2 separate regions of the Pan troglodytes genome follow, and region 1 is linked to region 2. The links are chromatin contacts, called in public Hi-C maps. All regions are on one chromosome and are shown on one strand. The core of a region is the stretch at or near the end of the contact, and the rest is flanking DNA. Distances in the headings are between cores, read along the strand shown. Region 1 holds the start of TMEM131L (transmembrane 131 like). Region 2 has its middle 9.1 kb from the start of TRIM2.

Region 1 (5,216 bases), core at 581-3,080, 320 kb after region 2:
CTATCTTTTAAGTCATTTCCATTGATGCTGTGATACTCATTAATGTGGGAAAGACTTTATTAGTAAAAGAGTAAAGTAATTTAAATGTTAGCAAAAAAGTTTTGTATCACAACTTTGCATCTGTTTAACAAAACCGGTTAGGCTGTTAATGTTTGCTTGCTTTCCTTTATACGTATTATACTCATATGAGGACTTAAAATTACATTCTGTAAATAAATAGGCCCATGAGAGAACTTTCATTTAGAAGCAAACTTTGAAGGTGTAGTTACTGCTTAAGTGGGCTGTGCAAATATTCCTGTCACTGGAGGTCCCTTTAACTCAGTGGGGGACCTTCAGAATCCAAGGGGCAAATAGAAACTTGGAGAAGTGAAGAGAAAAAAAGGGCACATTGAGATGGCACTGGAGATCCTTGCTAAATAAAGGAAGATGTTGGCAAGGAATACAGAAAAAAGTATGAAACAGAGACTACTGGAGGTATTCAAGTTGGAAAATGCAAAGTGTCCCTTTTTTTTCTCACATCAACAACTTACGTTTATGCTAATCTACTTAAATGTTAAGTCTGGCCAAGCAATTAGACTATTTAACCTTGTTTGGAGTTAAATGCAGACAGTGTGAGACTGTGTTCACAGTACTGTATTACGTCTTTAGGAGAGAGGATCTAGATTTCATTTTGTCCTTCTCAGGATTGTGTCTGCTATGCAAGCACTGGTTTTCTATAGTCTGGCTTGTAAGGCACAAGGAGCAATTAAACAGAGGATTAAGGTAAACAGGGTGTCCCATCACTTCCCCTCTTCATACTATATTGTTCATATTCTCTGAATTTCATACAAGCTACAGTGGACGCAGTAAGTTAACTTTAAAAAATCATAAGATTGCCCATACTTCTAGGTTATGCAAATTGATTTCTGAATAAGCCCTTGTTTGCGACATCGCTGGTAAAGGCAGGATGTTAACTTAAAGAGATGCCAGATTTTGGACTTGTTAGTTATAGGCATCAAAACCTGGAACTAGGAAATGTATTTCCACGTATTACTTCCATTATCCTACTAATGTTAGAAACAGGCAACTAACCACATCCTCGACCCCAACCATATTTCAGGAGAGGCTGGCTGAATTTTGCAATATGATTCCAAAAGGGAGTATTTGCAGGGTCTTTGAAGCTATAAATCCCCTAGGAAGAGTCTTCCCCACCTGTCAGGACCTGGACAGTGTCCACAGAGGGTGCCGGGCGCACTACCGCCACGCGGCGCTGAGGTCTGCCTCTTGGGTTTTGGGAGAGCTCTTTTTATTCTAAATTACAGACTTTGCAGCCACCGGATATCCTCGCTGCATAACTGGCAGTGGCCATGTGGCTGCACTCGCGTTTCCTGACAACCACTGCATTATTTCCACTAATATCCTGTGTCCAAGGCCTCTCGCTTGGCGACTCCTCGTTCCCACCTCCACCGCCACCTCCTCCCTCGAGGGTAATCTCTCGACCGTGGCCCAAGCGCCTCGACAAAGCGGCAACCACCCAAAAGTTCATGAAAATGCACTTGGCAAAAGTGGGCCGCTAGTCCCCGCGGACAGCTCTAAGCGACCCCGTCCCAGCCGAGGAAAGCGCCCGGGCCCCGCAGAGTGCGCGCTGCGGGGCGGGCCCGCGGCCATGTGCTCCGCGCCGGGGCGGGGCACCCGCGGGTTCGCATTGTCCACTTTCCCCCGCACCCCGCCGCGTTCCGTCCCTCCCTATCTGCGGCGCACACGCGCTCAGAGCAAGCGGCGCGCCCGGGTCTGGAGCTGCAGCAGCTGCGGCAGCGGCGGGGGTGGTGCGGCGCGGGGCGGGGCGGGGCGGGGCGGCACGGGGGCGGGCCCGGGCCGAGGCAGCTGGGGCGCCAGCGAGCTAGTGGCGAGCGCGGCGAGCAACGGAGAGGAGCGCGAGCAGCAGCATGGCGGGGCTCCGACGCCCGCAGCCCGGCTGCTACTGCCGCACCGCCGCGGCCGTGAACCTCCTGCTGGGCGTCTTCCAGGTCCTGCTGCCCTGCTGTCGCCCGGGAGGGGCTCAGGGACAAGGTCAGCCTTGCGCCGCTGGGCTCGCTCTGCCTCTCCACCCCGCCCCCGCTCTTTCTTTTAGGGAACTGCTGAAATCTATAAGAGGGCGAGGGGAGGAAAGGGAAAGGGGCAGGAGGAGGAAGGAAAGCTGTTGCAATTCTCCGCTGATAACATTTTCTGACCACAGCGTCCCGTCCCGCGCCCCTCTGCCCCGTACAGCTGGAGAGCGGGGCAGTCGCGGGGCTTGGGGACCGCTAGCCGCTCGCGCCCTGGAGCCTTTGTGCGCGGGCCCCTGCGCCCCGGGCGCAGCCCCCGCTTTGTGTGGCGCGCGCGGGTGCCCCGCAGCGGCCCGGCTTCCTGCAGCTTTGTTCCCCCGAGCCTGGCCGCCCAGGGTCCACACTCCAGATGCTCGGGCTGCGGAGCCCGGAGTGCCTCGTGGGGTGTCTTCACTCCCACTTCGTCCCCCCACCCCCAGCACGAGCACCCCGAGCCTGCACGCTGTCGCCTTCGCGTCCGAGGGGCCGCCGGCTCACACCCCACCCATTGTATTTTTATCCTTGGCTCGCCCCTGGGATGGCCTCTGTTCCCAGGAGGAAAAAGAGACATGTTTTGGTGAGGCGGGGGGCACGGAGGGACGATAGGGGAAACAGGAAGCGTTTCTTTAGCGTGCATTAAAAACGTGGTGTATTTTTTGGTGTTCCTGCAGCGATTGAGCCGTTGCCGAACGTGGTGGAGCTGTGGCAGGCAGAAGAAGGGGAACTCCTGCTGCCCACTCAGGTGAGGACGACCAGGTGACAGGGCGGCTGTGGGTGTAGAGGGAGGAGAGGCGGGGAGGCCCCCGGTCCTCCCCACCCCCTGTCCAAGCGGCACAGGCGTTCGGGCCACTTTGCAAGGCAAATAAACGTTAGGGGCCGAGCCTGAACACCTGGCAACGGTGGCCTTCCCGGCTCCTCCCACGCCATGTGACAGGGCCTGAGGCAGGCCGGCCCCAAGTTCAGAAGGTGGGAACCCAGGCCACCTCAGCAGGGAAGCGGCCAGCGGTCTGTTCGGCCGTGGGTGTCCTGGGTGCACACTGTTCCCTAAGTGAGCTGGTGCTGTGTGGATGGCAAGTGGCTAAGAGGTTGAGGACAACAGGAGTATTGATTTCATAAATGTTAGAGTGGTATTTGCCATTAGCGTTAAGTAGCTTTGGGATGGAGATGTGACTCTCAAGGATTGTCATCTTGGATTTTCTCCAAGTGCCCTTAATTCCTGTTAAAATACACCCACTTAAGAACTTGAATTTCTGGTTTTTTTCTCTGTATGATGATATGATGATTGCGTGTAGAAAAATAATTACTGACGTTTTATTGGGAATTTGTAGCATCATAGAGGGTTTATTGCTGCAACAGATACAGTACTGTAAAGCTTTTAACTTTTACAAGAAATTCCCATTGACTGTGAAGTGTGCACATTTAAATATAATATTGTTGACTGCCTTTCACCAGTAACGGTAGTGATCCAAAATGCATTTTTTGGGTGGGAGTGGCTTGAATTATAAGGAAATATTTAGCTTGTGTGCAGTACTTTTTAAGATGTTCATTACTTCCCACGTTGGTGGCAGCACTTAATTCTGTGTTGTGTCTTGCGGCTGTTTAGAAAAACAGGATGTCTAGCTATAACTTTACCGGAGAGGCTGTCCAGTTTTACATTTCAGTTTTCTCCCTCCTATGTGAAACATTCAGAGTGCTGGTTTTGAGATATTTAGAATATTCATTTTGATCAGGGCTAATGAATAACAGCTTCAAGGCAGAGAGGTGATTTTAGAGGAGAATTTTCCTGGACCCTCCTTGAAGGCCAGCAGCCTGAATGAGACAGGTCTTTTGAGAAAGGGCCCCATCAGGATGAGGAGCAGATAGTTTTTCCTTCTCCTAAAAATTTATTCCCAAATGGATTTTTTCCCCGATTTTAAATAATATACATATGTGTTTTTGAAGGTTTGGAAGATACAGAAATATAAAAAGAACAAAATAGAAATCCGTCGTATTCCTACTGCAAGAACGACATTTAACGCGATGTATTTATTTTTAAAAAATTATGTTTTTGTATATCAGAGTTGTTCAACAGTGGCACTGGTAACATTTTGGGCTAGAGAGTTCTTTGTTGTGGGGGCTGTCCTGTGCACTGTGAGATGTTGAGCAGTTAGCATCCCTTGCCTCTACCCACTAGATGCCAGTGGCACTCACTGCTGCTTCCCCCTCTCCCCCACCCCCTCCTGATTTTGACAACTAAAAATGTTTCCAGACATTGCTAGATGTCCCTGGGGAGCAAAACTGCCCTGGTTGAGAAGCACTGGTGTATATCTCTGTATATGTATTTGCATTTTTGCTCAATTATAGTTTCTATCTCTTACTGGCTAGTGTTGGAAGCCAACCCAGACTAAAAGGAAAGTAAATTATAGGTGATTGAGTCTAGTATTATATACTCTCATTTGTTAGAGCGTTAGTTGAAGATTTAGTAGGTGTGTTCAGAGATGGAAATGTCAAGGCCTAAATGATTATTTGATTTATGGGCTCAAAAGTTATTTTATACAATTCTTAATTTCTGGTTTATTTGTATAATACAATTTGTTTTGATAATAGATGTCAGAATTCAGAAGCTGTCTGGGATATTCAGTATAGAGGGATTTATAGCTAAGCTATTTTAATCAAAGCTATAATGAAAGTGAAACTGGTTTTCAAAATAATTTTCTAAATACTTCATCCATATCTCTACGTATACCTTTCAGAAACTATCTTGCCCTGCTTATACTTGGGCCAAGGGTAAGGGAGACACACACACACACACACACACACACACACACGTGTGTATGTGTGTATATATATATCTCATAAGCTACAGAGAGTTTTGAAGAAAGTTATTTTAAATGAATTATTTTCAAAGTATTTTGAATTTTTTCAGCAAAAATTCCCTCATATGTGTCAAACGGAGTCTGTTGAAAAGAGAATATTTATAGGTGTTAATTTAAATTTGAGGGTTTTCTGCTTAATTAACCAGTACATTGGGTTTCTTTCATGCAGGAAGACTGAAAGATGGCTTCAGAGGCTAAGATTTGTCAGTAGTAGATGAAATAGGAACTTTAGAGGATGTGGCATTAAATAAAATACTGGCCAGGCTGGTGGCTCACGTCTGTAATCCCAGCACTTTGG
Region 2 (5,414 bases), core at 1,944-4,443:
CCGGGATGCAGCAGCCCTCACCAGGCCGCTGCTGCCTGCACTCCCCATTAAAGCTGTGGCTACTTTGGGCAAAATGAAGGGAACAAAAAGTTGGGTTTTTGCTTCTGGTCCTTTGCCACACTCCTTGTCCCTTGTCCCTTCCCCACTTCCCTGACGTTCTTTTTCTTTTCTTTTCTTTTCTTTGAGATAGGGTCACCCAGGCTGGAGCACAGTGGTGCAATCTCGGCTCACTGCAACCTCTGCCTCCAGGCTCAGATGATCCTCCCAGCTCAGCCTCCTGAGTAGCTGGGACCACAGGTGTATGCCATCACATCCAGCTAGTTTTTAATTTTTTTTTAAAGACAGGGTTTCCCTATGTTGCCCAGGCTGGTCTCAAACTCCTGGGCTCAAGCCATCCTCCCACCTCAGCCTCCCAAAGTCCTGGAATTATAGGCACGAACCACTGTGCCTGGCCTCCCTGTTGCTCCTGACTCTAAGGCCATGCTCTCCTCAGCCTTTTATTAGGTGCCACGTGGGGCCTTAATTCCTGCTTTGATTGGCAATCCTGGTGGCCTTTGGTACGGCAGTGCTTCTCATTCTCAACCTGAAGGCCCAGCTGCCCCCAGCCCACAGTCCTGGCTTTTCCCTGGGTGGTGCAGTATGAGAGCTTAAGCATTAGAACCACACAGCCTGGTTCAAAGAGTGGCCCCACCACTGCTCTGTGACCCTGGGCAAGTCCTCCTGTCTCCCCATCTGTAAAATGGGAATAAGATACCTGCCTACTAGAGTGTGGGGCAGCTCAAAAAAAAGACATGCATAGAGGAGCTGGGTAGGTGCTTGCAAAAATCCCAGTTCCCCTTGCAGAACCAGCCAGCCAGTGACAGACCACACTGCTGTTCAAATACTTTTCTTTCTTTTCCTCTTTCTTTCTTTCTGTTTTCTTTCTTTCTGTCTTTCTTTCTTTCTCTTTCTTTGTCCTTCTTTCCTTCTTTCTCTTTCTTTCTTTCTTTTTCTTTCTTTCTTCTTTTCCTTCCTTTCTTCTTTTCCTTCCTTCCTTCCCTCCCTCCCTCCCTCCCTTCCTACCTTCCCTCCCTCCCTCCCTCCTCCCTTCCCTTCCCTTCCCCTCCCTTCCCTTCCCTTTCTTTCTTTCTTTTTTTTGCTTTAACAGAGTCTTGCTCTGTAGTCCACACTGGAGTGCAGTGATGCATCTCAGCTCACTGAAACCTCTGCCTCCTGGGTTCAAGTGATTCTTCTGCCTCAGCCTCCAGAGTAGCTGGGATTACAGGCATGTGCTACCATGCCCGGCTAATATGTATTTTTAGTAGGGACAGGGTTTTGCCATGTTGGCCAGGCTAGTCTCGGAATCCTGACCTCAGGTGATCCACCCGCCTTGGCCTCCCAAAGTGCCGGGATTACAGGCATGAACCACCATGCCCAGCCTCTTTCTTTCTATTTCAAAAAAAAAAATTGTTGACAATATATTAGACCCATGCTATGTGCTTTTGTGCTTCAAGAATGAGAAGGGGCAACATTTTAAGAGAAAGCATGAGACAAGTGCACAGGGAAAACAATGGAGCCCTGTGCACAGGTGTGCAGCCAGCAGCTGCCAGGCAGCCACAGAAATGAAGAGGAGGTGGAAGGGCTCTAGGCTTCTCCAAAGGAGCTGCCTGCTTTGGTCTGCGAAAGGGAGATTTCCGACTGAGGGTGCCTAAGATTTTAACTGATGGGTGGGAAAGCAAAGTGTGAATCTCCAAACCCACAACTTTCCCACTTCTGCAAGGAGTTCTCTCCTCCTCTGTGTCAGCCCTGAGAGACAAAGAGTGGCAGGAATTTCAGGGCAGGTGGAGGGTGGTTCATTTACAGAAAAGAGCTTTCATGATCTCCGGTTGGATTAGGGTAAGGTAGTAATGAATGACTGTTGTTTGGATGAAATACTGGAATGATTTCAACTGTGGTAGACAGGTTTGACTTGAGAAGAGTATGGAGAACTGGTTAAGAACAGACTTGGCCAGCCATGGTGGCTCACGCCTGTAATCCCAGCACTTTGGGAGGCCGAGGCAGGCAGATCACTTGAGTTCAGGAGTTCAAGACCAGCCTGGGCAACATGGCGAAACCCTGTCTCTACTAAAAACACAAAAATTAGCCGGGTGTGTTGACACACACCTGTAATCCCCACTACTCAGTGACTGAGGCACGAGAATTGCTTGAACCTGGGATGCGGAGGTTGCAGTGAGCTGAGATGGCGCCACTGCACTCTAGCCTGGGCAACAGAGGAAGACCTTGTCTCAAAAAATAAATAAAATAAATAAATAAAAATTTTTTTTTAAAAATTACAAATGAAAGTGATTTGCACAAAATACAAAAGGAAATTGAAACCAGGCTGGCCTATAAGAGAAAGGTAGTTTATTGACTTAATGGTAACTAAAACTCTAAAGGTAATAATTTCAGGTGACATTTGATCCAGCAGCTCAAAAAATGTCACCAACAGCCTGCCTTCTGTCCTCAATCTGCTTTATATGGTGTTGGCTTTATCCACAGATTCCACAAGGTGGCCCCAGAGGCTGCTCCAGGATCTCGATTACTGGAAAAAGGCTGTAGCTGCTCCAAAATTCACCATTCGGGTAAAAAGGATGGTCTCTTTTTCAGAGCTACTATAAAATAGGTTTATTCTTCCCAAAAGCCCCGGCAAATGTCCTCCTGGCTTGTTGCCTCTGATTTGGTAGTGCCAGTCTCCAAACCAGTCCATTTGGCTTGGGGCCATGGTGGGTGTGCCCGTTGGTTTAAGCCAGCCAGAAACCACTCCAGGCACTTGGGGAGGGTTCAGTCCCACTCAAGCCAAATTCACTCTGGAAATCTGTGTTCTTGTAGCCAGGAGAGAATATAGATGCAGGGTATCAAATAGCCAATGTGTACTACATTACATTTTAAGAGAAGCCACCAAATTTATACAATTTGTGCTTACAGATTTCTATACAAAGAACAAAGACAAGAGAAATGCCTGATTCTTGTGTGTGTGTGTGTTTTGTTGTTGTTATTTTTTGTTTTGTTTTTTTCCTGTTGATCGATCACAATAACCAGGAAGGATTTTGGCACTTGGCATTTTTGCACCTTGGTTCTGACCTGGAAAGGAGGAGGGTGTGGCATTTATAGATAAGTAACTGAAGACCAAGGTCAAATGAATGGATGATGTAATTCATTCCCTAAACAGAGAAACGTCTGGTGCCTTCCTGGCCTCAGTCCTCTCCGAAGGGGCTGTTGGCTCCAGCCCAAAGGCCTCTGCATTCTTTGGCTTCCATTGATTTCTCACCTGATTCCAATCACATTGCCCTCTGACTAATACTATGTTTTAATGCTTAGAGGAATTATGTATGCATTAAAAGGAAAACCTTGGATTTAAGCCTTGAGGTGAAATAGGATGCTTAGTCTGTGGTAACAAAAGAAGACTGGAAATGGAAGGAGATCAGCAAGGTCAGACACAGCAGCCCACAGACGCAGCCCTTGGCTGCTGAATGTCCTCCCTCTCAGCCCATATGGTGACACTCTTGAGTGCACACTGGGCATGCAGCCCAGATAAATGCAGCCAGGATAAGTGGTTTCTATAACATAATGGGGTTAAATGAAAGATTTCTAACTCCCACTTTCATCTGTGGCTCAGAAAAGATTTTAGTAATGAAATCGAAGGTAATCAGAGATCAGCTGGAGGAAAGATGTATAATCAGATTTTCCAGTGTTCAGATTTGCTCTGGGGGAGGGGTTATGCATTTATTCAACAAATATTTCTTAAAGGCCCAGTATGTGCCAGGTATGGGTATAATGGTGGCCTGTCCACTTGGGTTTACGGTCTAGCACAAGGGAGCTAGGTAATCATCAAATACGTATGCAAGCCCACCTACAGTAAGTGCTATCGGTTAAAATATAGACATATTTAGGCATGTTAAGAAAGTCTCACATGAATTTTGTGAATTAAATGTGTAGAGAAACTCCCAATATAGAGCATCTTAAACTGCTGAATAAAGTATTTAAAAAGACTGTTTTGCCAATTTTGTTGTTATAATTTACATACAATGAAATTCACTGATTTTAACTGTACAATTCAATGAGTATTGACAAATGTATAGAGTCCTGTCACTGCCACCACATCATGACATAGCACACGTCCATCATTCCTGAAGTTCCCTTGTGCCCCTTTACGGCCAGTCCCTTCCCGCTACCTTCTGACCCCAGGCATCCACTGATCTGCCTCCTGTTTTGCTTTTTCTAAAATTTCCTATAAATTAAATCATATGTAGTCTGTCATGTAACATGGTGCTTCTGAGATTTCTTCTTGTGATGCATGTCAGGAGTCTGTGTCTTTCTCTTGGTAAGTAGTATTCTACAGAGTGGATATACCACGATTTGTTTTATTAATTCACCAATTAATGGACATTTGAGTTCATTCTGGCTTTTAGCTATTATGAATAAAGTTGATATAAATATTCACCTACAAGTCTTTGGGTAGACATATGTTTTTACTTTTCTTAGGTAGATACCTAGGAGTGGAATGGCTGGGTATGGTAAGCAGAGCTCTAAAAATGACTCCTAGTGACCTAGCCCTTTGATAATCACTACCTCTTTGATTATGGGTCAAATTTATGATTATAAAACTTAAGCTATCGCTCCCATGATTATCTTACAGGGTAAAGCAAGATTATCTGAGGGGATCTAATCTAATCATGTGAGCCCTTTAAATGCTGGCAAGCAAAAAAGAAAGTCAGAGAGATTTGAAGCACAGGGGGGATTCAATGCATCCGTACTGGCTTGAAGATGAAGGACTCCCCTAAGAAGGAATGTGGGTGGCCTTAGCAGCTGAGAGAGGCCCCAGCTGACAGCTAGCAAGAAAATGATGACTGCAGGCCAGGTGCGGTGGCTCACGTCTTTAATCTCAGCACTTTGGGAGGCCAAGGCGGGCTGATCACCTGAGGTCGGGAGTTCAAGACCAGCCTGACCAACATGGAGAAACCCCATCTCTACTAAAAATACAAAATTAGCCAGGCATGGTGGCGTATGTCTGTAATCCCAGCTACTTGGGAGGCTGAGGCAGGAGAATCACTTGAACCTGGAAGGCGGAAGTTGTGGTGAGCCGAGATCGTGCCATTGCACTCCAGCCTGGGCAGCAGGAGTGACATTCCATCTCAAAAAAAAAAAAAAAAAAAAAAGGAAAATGGTGACTGCAGTCCTGCAACTTCAAGGAACTGAATTCTGCCAACAGCCTGAATGAACTTGGAGGTGGATTTCATCCTAGAGCCTCCAGAAGATAATTCAGCCCAGTCAACACCTTCAAGTCCATCCTGTGATACCATGAGCAGAAAACCCGCCACAATGTTCAAGCCTGCTGACCTATAGAACCATGAGAACTGTGAGCTAACAAATAAATGTAGTTATAAGCCACTGTTTGT

Evidence for each region. Hi-C and Micro-C count contacts between places; a contact is called where the count stands out from the background.
Region 1: a Hi-C map of stem cell-derived neural progenitor cells shows a contact between it and region 2, with 4 times the contacts expected there. The contact joins the promoter of TMEM131L here to the enhancer-like site in region 2. A contact is called at or near these places in 1 of 7 Hi-C or Micro-C datasets (stem cell-derived neural progenitor cells) and 1 of 1 datasets of contacts at active chromatin or transcription factors (stem cell-derived excitatory neurons).

The regions. Positions count from the first base shown.
Region 1 is chr3:155,246,807-155,252,022 of NHGRI_mPanTro3-v2.0_pri, forward strand. It overlaps TMEM131L (transmembrane 131 like), which reads left to right and starts at 1,831. Exons shown (of 35, transcript XM_063809115.1): 1 at 1,831-2,049; 2 at 2,735-2,805. The coding sequence starts at 1,926.
Region 2 is chr3:154,920,943-154,926,356 of NHGRI_mPanTro3-v2.0_pri, forward strand. No RefSeq gene overlaps it. Among named protein-coding and RNA genes, the nearest start is that of TRIM2, 9.1 kb to the right of the region's middle. Within about 2 kb of position 3,194, at least 10 of the 24 cell types and tissues checked have an H3K27ac peak or open chromatin away from gene starts, as enhancers often do. A contact at or near this core is called in stem cell-derived neural progenitor cells, where this site is marked.